Linked DNA regions of Anas platyrhynchos: region 2 is linked to region 1. Evidence: chromatin contacts called from public Hi-C data. All regions are on one chromosome and are shown on one strand. The core of a region is the stretch at or near the end of the contact, and the rest is flanking DNA. Distances in the headings are between cores, read along the strand shown.

The links. Hi-C and Micro-C count contacts between places; a contact is called where the count stands out from the background.
Region 2: a contact with region 1 is called in a Hi-C map of liver, with 3 times the contacts expected there. The contact joins the promoter of SOCS2 here to the enhancer-like site in region 1. A contact is called at or near these places in 4 of 8 Hi-C or Micro-C datasets (F1 follicle, liver, skeletal muscle and 1 more).

What each region holds. Positions count from the first base shown.
Region 1 is chr1:47,413,826-47,417,604 of IASCAAS_PekinDuck_T2T, reverse strand. All of the region lies in intron 4 of CRADD (CASP2 and RIPK1 domain containing adaptor with death domain), which reads left to right. Among named protein-coding and RNA genes, the nearest start is that of CRADD, 78 kb to the left of the region's middle. Within about 2 kb of position 1,869, at least 1 of the 8 cell types and tissues checked has an H3K27ac peak or open chromatin away from gene starts, as enhancers often do.
Region 2 is chr1:47,504,928-47,508,706 of IASCAAS_PekinDuck_T2T, reverse strand. It overlaps SOCS2 (suppressor of cytokine signaling 2), which reads left to right and starts at 2,024. Exons shown (of 3, transcript XM_038172900.2): 1 at 2,024-2,691; 2 at 3,430-3,679. The coding sequence starts at 3,526. It overlaps LOC119715504 (a long non-coding RNA gene), which reads right to left and starts at 1,949. Exons shown (of 2, transcript XR_011808623.1): 1 at 1-1,949.

The DNA.
Region 1 (3,779 bases), core at 620-3,119:
TCCAGAATCACCTGCCTGTTTGTGATATGATCATACAATAGTTAGTGTTTGTCTAGCTTTGTTTCAGCCAAGGACTCCTGCATTCAATTTTGTTGTGTCTCAGTGTAACCCTTTCTTCCTAGGAGAGTTTTCTCTCTCTCCATCAGGCTCCACTCTGGAGACTAAGAAGTGTTCTTGACCCTTCCCAGGGAAATCTTTCTATTTTTTTCTGGAATGATTTATCTGGAGAAAGGAAATGAAGCGGAGCATGACTGTGCATCTCGGCATTAGGATGTGCAGCTCAGAGAGACCTGGATTCTGATCTCTTTCAGATCTGCTCCTTCCTTCTTATTCAGTGAGTGTGTAAGTGATCATTTTAAATAGATAAAATACAGAGGCAGTGCTGGGAGCCGAAACCAGTCCCCAGAACATCCTTTCCCAAGTGGCAAATTTAAACAGCAGTTATTAGATAACAATGGGCCATGTTATCCCTGGCTCCCTAACAGTATCCTGAACTGCTATGGAGTTGTCCTTACAGGATTAGGTGGTAGCTGATTGGGACTTTTTCAGCACTTGGGAATCAGGTACATTATTTCCATCAAAGTACATAGCAGATGGCAAAAGCCAGAAAATCTTTTTTTTTTTTTTTGTTATATATATATATATTTCATTACATCATTCTATGATCATTACATCATTACATCATGTAAAAATGAATTGACTGCATAAGGGAGGAAGATCTCTGAAACTCTTACAGATGCTTTTTGCCACACACAGAGAGGCCATACTGCCATAAAGGAGAGTGCTTTGTACAAAACCGTGAGGCATTTTGGGCCACTGGCAGTTCTGAGGAATCAGTTGGGTACCTTGCAGATCACCCAAAAATGCCTTGATGCTTTTCGCTGCTGTGCCCAGTGCAGGAGCCAAGCTCATTTGCTCCCCACTGAGTTCTGTCAATATCAAGAGTAAGTCAGTTCCTTGATGCTGATAAAGATTTTCCAGTGACACAAGACAGCCATCAGCTGAGATGATGACGAGAAAAGAAAAGAAAAAAAAAAAAGTTTTAAGTGATTCAAAGCCCATTTTCACTGGACTTTATGTTACATCTTCTCACTTCTGCCAAAGAGGGGCAAACTGGAGTGAGTTCATTTTCCACCCCCCTGCTTGTTACAACATCTTGTAGTCTCATGCTGGAAGCTGGAAATGTCCTGAAGGAAAAGAAATGCAAAAGTGGCAACCAGATGCCTTTGCCCCAGACATATCTTTGGCATCTGGGTTACTCTGTTTTGTCTGGTCCATATCTGTGATAATTTCTATTTATATCCAGGTCTGTTTCCTGTCCACACTCACCAGCATGGCCGTATCTCTCTGTCAGTGCAGCAGCCTGGAAGCACACACGTACACACAGGCCAGAAGTAGTTTTTTTTCAGCTGGGACAGATGGGGTAAAGGTTTAGGGTGAATGAGCTTCCTTGAACAGCTAGAGCTGGCGGCAAGGAGCAGGTGAAGGGGAGAAACCTGTTTGTGCTGCGACTTCAAACAGAAGGAGCTGCAGTTCTTTCTCTGGGTCTGTTCCTACTCCAAAACCAGGGTGGATAACATCCTCCCTGCTTCCAGCCCTGAGGAAGGTGCTTTTCATGGTTCCAGTGCTGCAGCAGCAATCTGGCAGGCAGGCCCAGGTCAGCTCGCTCCCCAGCAAAGAGCTGTCAGCTCGCCGTTTCTCAGGCACTCGGTGGTTTTGGTGTGAGCAGCAGCAGGCTGGGCTCCCTCTCTCCATAGCACGCAGCCGTGGCACTTCACAGCACAGACCGTGTCTACAGCTGTTGTGGTCTTTCACTTGGTGTGCTTACCAGAGGTAGAAACGCTGCAAATGATCTTCCCAGGGAAACCCCTCATCACCTGCCAGGTCCCTGTCTAAGATACACTTCAGAGCACTGCAGCAAGCCTGATAATGAGCAAGCAGCCCAGTGACACCCTGGATGCCAGTCACGTCACCTCTCCCCAGGCCCCATTTCTCCCAACAGTGCAGAACGAATTCTCTGAGCCTAAGCCCACGTCTGTTTTGTCATGTACATCTTCACAGGGGATCCACCTAGAGCTAGAAGAGGATATATGCAAATTGAGGTCTTGGTTTCCTAAATGTAGTTCTCAAATGTAGTCAGAGGATCTGCATAATTGAAACTTTTGCTATAATCTTGCTGCCTCCCTCAGCCTGTTCCTGACCAATGCAGACTATAAGTGAGGGTCTATAGTAAAAGTAACTTAAAAAAGCCGTCTTTAATGTTTTTGCAGTGTGTCCAAAGCAGCTTGGGTGCTGAGGACTGAAAATGCATTTCCCTTTTACCTGAAATGCCCTTGTGTTTATTAAATTAAGGGTGTTATTAGTCCTAGATCATATCCAAACCTTTATGTGATTTTGCATTTGTCATAACGAAATGGTCTCACTAAATATTTCAGTATGCCTCTAAATAATGTTACCTGTCATGTAATACTTGTCTCGGGTTTTTCTCGGTGACTTTGTATGGGAGCTGAAAAAGAGCTATCACAGAAAATAAAATGGGCCTAAAATAACAGGCCTTTGTATTAAATTTAACATTTGGCTTCTGTCCCAGAATTTTCTGCATCCATATTAGAATCAGATGCTAGCTCAAGATGAAAAGATTTCCTGGATGGTTTTTATTCTTATTCTTATTAAAGGGCTGATAACAGGCTGAAGGCAAGATACTTGTTGTAGTAAAAAAATCTGCCTGATATCAAAGGCTGGATGGACAAGCTGACATGTATTGTTGTTAGGCCTCCCTGCTTGATCATATTTCAGTACCATAAAATCGTTCTGCTGGATGTAAAAATTCCAGTGTGAGAGCAAGAGGCTCGGGCTGGCAGGTCATACTCCTTGGGGCACAGGGCTTCCGCCTAGTAGCTGACCATGGGACAATGCAGGGGTTTAGTATGAGCAGATTGGTGGCATGTTGTAGCTGTATTTGTTGTAAAATTTACTTGTTTTCCAACACTTGCGTTCATATTTGCATTCATAAAAGTTACTCGGCTGTCCTGGTGCTCCTGTGGGACTGGAATCATGTGTAATGTGAGGCAGGCCCACCAGCGTTGCTCGGCCGTCTTCAGGGAGTGGTGTTAGGGCTGACAGGGTCACCTAGGTCCTGCCTTCCGTGCCCCTGCTGACACCACCAGCAGTACGTTCATCCTGCAGGCCATGGGCCCTTGTCTTCACAGACGTATCTGTTCAGTGTCTGCAGATGAGGCCTGAAGAGATGAGGTGTTCCTGAGCTCTGTGAAATGGCCTGGGGCCGCCATCCTGTCATGCACCCTCGTGTCTCAGGATCCACTGAGGCCAAAGGGTGGTCTCAAAGCTCAGCCATCACTGTCATAGCTGGGACAGCCCAGGCTGTCTTGGTGACCTGTGGGGAAAGTGGTGCATCCTGTGCCCTGCTCCCAAACCAGCCGCTGCCCCAGTTCCTTTGGCAATGCAGAGACAAAGATCAAAGTGGCTGGAGTTAGCCCCAGCAGGCAGCTCAGCCCCACGCAGCTGCTCACTCACTGTCCCTTGGTGGGATGGGGGAGAGAATCGGGAAGGTAAAAGTGCGAGAACTCATGGGTTGAGATCAGGACAGTTCAGTGGGTAAAGCAGAAGCCGTGCACAAGCAAAGCAAACCAAGGAACCCATTCGCTGCTTCCCATCGGCCGGCAGGTGCTCAGCCACTTCCAGGCAAGCAGGGCTCGTCACGCAGAGCGGTTCCTTGGGAAGACAAACACCACCACTGCTAGCATCCCCCCTTCCTCCTT
Region 2 (3,779 bases), core at 775-3,274, 91 kb before region 1:
TGGCCCATAATCCCAAAAGTAATTTAATTTAATCACCTTTTCTTACACTAAAAAATTATTTTCTTCTCCCCTGTGGCTGTGTGAGAGGCTCGCACAGACAGAGGAGGAAAGCAGCTAACTAACAGTGCCGAAAGAAAAAGTGAAACGTCCCCTTCTCCCACCGAGCCTCTGCAGCTCGGGGGAGTCTCAGCACAGAGCATGAAGGCAGCTCTGCCCCGAGCTACTCTTACGAGGTGCCAAAAGCATCATTTAAAGATCGATTTGCACTTTTAAGGTTTGAATTTCATTACTCTTGCAAATTTATCAGACCTCCAGTATTATTTTTAAGAGACATTAACTTCCCATGGAAAAGTTAACAGAACTCTAGTTAGGAAAGATCCTGCTGATATACTGCCTCTTTAATTTTTATTCTACCTTTTTCATAACAATATCTGAAGTTTTAAGTAACAAACATTTATTGCATTCTCCTGTTCTTGTTTCTCGTTCGCCACATAAATCACAGTCTTCCTCTCCGTGCCTCTAGCAGCCAGCTGTGGTTTTAGAAACAAATTATTATGACTTCAAGCGACGAATAAACAGCAAAAGCAAAGAAAGTCCTGAGATCCTATCCACGTTAAAAAATGTCATTAATAAATAACATAGGAAAAGAGGACTACAACAGCTGCGAAAAGCAGCTCTGGATCGGGACGAGATGCACTGCATTTCTCTGAGATGAATTTGTGAACTTTAAGGGAAGATTCCTAATTTGAGAACTGTTGTAGCAAAGTTATATATTTTGGAGAAAAAGATCTGTAGATGCATATGCATATGGAGAATGATTTTAGCAATAAAAATAAATCGGTATTCCATTAAAAAAAAAATGTTTTGGACATAACGAAGCCAATGCAGTTTTGAAAAAAGTCAATCAGACTTTTTGCAAGGTCTCTCATCACCGGGAGCAGAAGTGTTAACTAAATCGCAGAGGACCCGGACCTGTTCTGTCCCCTCCTCACTTCTACCCGGGGAGAAGCCAGTGGGCATTCCCCAAGAGCGACTGGCAGCCGGACCCGAGGCTCTCTGAACTGCCCCGACGAAAACAAGGACAAAACTGACCTTCAGGACCTGTGTTGTTTTAAGCCATTTCTGAGAATGCTTAAGTAAGAAAGACCGTGTTTGCCTTTCAGCCCCCATTTTAAACCTGCTTTGTTGTCGGTGCTTAAAGCCACCTTTTTTTCATAAACAGAACAAATTCAATTCGAAAGCACCCAGACACGACAAGCAGACGAAACCACGCTGACCAGTTCACTTAACAAAGAATTATTTTTTTTTTCCCCAGCAGAGGAATCGCTTCAGCTACCGAACTCCGCGGCGATTTCTAAGAAAAAGGCGAATTATTAACTCCGACGCTCTTCACCCACATCCTCAAGAATCGCGCTGAAAAATCACGGCAGCCTTTCGGAGAACTCCTCGGTGGCCTCGTTATTAAAAAAAAAACAAAACTGCTCGGCTCCACGATTTACTAGGGGCACGGAGCCGAGGCACCGGCGGGGCTGTCGCTGTCGCTGTCGCTGTCGCTGCCTGCCGGGGCTCGCCCCCTGCCCTGCCCCGAGCCCCCCGCCGCCGCCGCCCGGCTCCGCACGCCCTTTGCTGCCTCCCCCCCGGCGGCGGCCGGCCCGCACCCCCCCGTTTTTTTGGGGACGACCTCGCACTGCTTCCCACCTCCTCGGCCCCCAAACCCCCCTCATCTCCCCCCCCTCCCGACCCGAAAACGTCGCCTTCCCAACGCCGCCGCCGGCTTTGAGGGCGCTCCCGACCTTCTGCCGGGGGCCGGGGCGGGCTGGGGCCGCTTTCGCTTTGTTTCTGCCCCCTCCCGCTCCCGAAACCCGGCTCGGGGCCCGGCTGCGCCCCCCGCGCTCAGGTGCCCGGCGGCTGCGGGGCGCCCCCCGCCGCCCCCCCACCCCCTCCGCCCCCCCGGGCACTGACCTGCGGCGGCTCCGCGGCCCGGCCCCGGCCCCCCCGGTGGGGTCGCGGGGCCTGGGCTGTGGGGGGGGGGGGTGGAAGGAAGGAGGGGGGGGTCGGGAGGCGGCCCCGGTGCCCCGGAGGCCGGGCGCGGGGGGAGCGCGGAGGCCGTCGGGGGCCGTCGGGGGGGCGCGGGGCGCTGGCGGGCGGTGCCGCGGCTCCGGTGGCGCGGCCGGGGAGCGGTGCGGCGGCGGCGGAGCGGGGCCGTCACATGATGCGGTTCCTGGAAAGTTCCTGGAAAGCAGCCTTTGTATGGAGCCTGCCCGGGCGGGGGGGCGGCCGGGGGGAGGATGCCCGCGCCTCCGAATCAAAGGCGGCACGGACCGCTCGCTCCTGCCCGCTCCCGGCGAGGAGGGGGGCGGGCGGGCGGGCGGGGGCTGTTTCCCCACAAGGACCATCCTCCTCCTCCTCCTGCTGCTGCCTCCTCCCTCCTCCTCCTCCTCCTCCTCCTCCTCCTGCTGCTGCTGCTGCTGCTCTCGCAGCGGCAGCCGCCCGCCCGCCCGCCCGCCCGCCTGCCCGTCCGTCCGTCCGTCCGTCTGCCCGTCCGTCTGTCCGCCTGCGCCCCGCACCGCGATGCCGCCGCTCCCTTGACACCGCCGGCGGCCGCAGCGACCCGACCGCCCCGCCTCCGGGGGCACCGGCAGCACCGGCAGCACCGGCAGCAGCAGCCCCGTCCCGTCCCGCCGAGCCCCGGTGAGTGCCGTGCCCCGCGCTCCCCGAGCCCCGCCGCCGGGCCGCGCCTTCCCCGACGGCCCCCCCGCGCCCCGTGCGGCCCCGCCGCGCTCCCCCGAGGACGGGGAAGGGGAAAGGTGGCCGGGCTCGGTCCCGCTGCCCCCGGGGATCCCGGGGCGGCGGCGGCCGCACCTGCGAGGCGGCGGCGCCCGGTCCCCGGGGCGGCTCCGAGGGGGCGCCGCGGGAGGGGCGGGGGGCGGCGGGTACGGCCGGGGGCTCGCAGCGGCAGGAGCCGGCGAAGTTTCGCTGGGAAAAGTTGCCGAGCTGCGCCGCGGGGAACTTGCGGGGATGGGAGGCGGCGGCCCCGCCGTGAGACCGGCGGCCGGTGCGCCCGCTAGGTAGAGGGGAGGCAGGGCGAGGGGGCTGCGAGCCCCCCGGGTCGAGTGGGACCGGCCCCTCCTCGCCCCCCGCTGGCACCGCCCGGCTCGGTGGCCCCGCGGGGCCGGGGCTTTGGTCCCCGCGTGGGGATGTGGCGGAGCGGGGGGCGCGGGGGGCGTCCCGCAGCCGTCGCCCCCTCCCCGCCGCATCCCCGCCGCTGCCCCTGGCGGGTGCGGGGCCGCGGGGCGCGGCTGCTTCGGGCGGGCACCGAGGCGGGGAGGGGGGCGGCGGAGAGGTCCCTCGGGCCGGGTCCCCCCCCGGGGGTGCCGGGCGGTCCCCGCGGGCCGCTCCCCGCTAACCTCGCTCTCTCTCCGCTCGCAGGCGGCGGCGGCGGGGGCCGGGCCGGGGCCATGCCCCCTGCGCGGCGCTGAGCGCGGCGGCGGAGCCCCCCGGGCGCCCCCGGCCCGGCGCCCCCCCATGACCCTGCGCTCCGCCGAGCCCCTGGAGAGCGCCGGGGGTCCCCGGGAGCGCTGGGGGCGCCCCGGGGAGGCGGTGGCGGCCGCGCCCGTCGCCGAGGAGCCCCGGGAGGCGGCGCGGCTGGCCGCGGCCATGGAGGAGCTGCGGCGCGCAGGTAAGCGGGGCGGCCCCGGGGGAGGAAGAGGAGGAGGAGGAGGAGGAGGAGGAGGAGGAGGAGGAGGAGGAGGAGGAGGAGGAGGAGGAGGAAGAGCGGG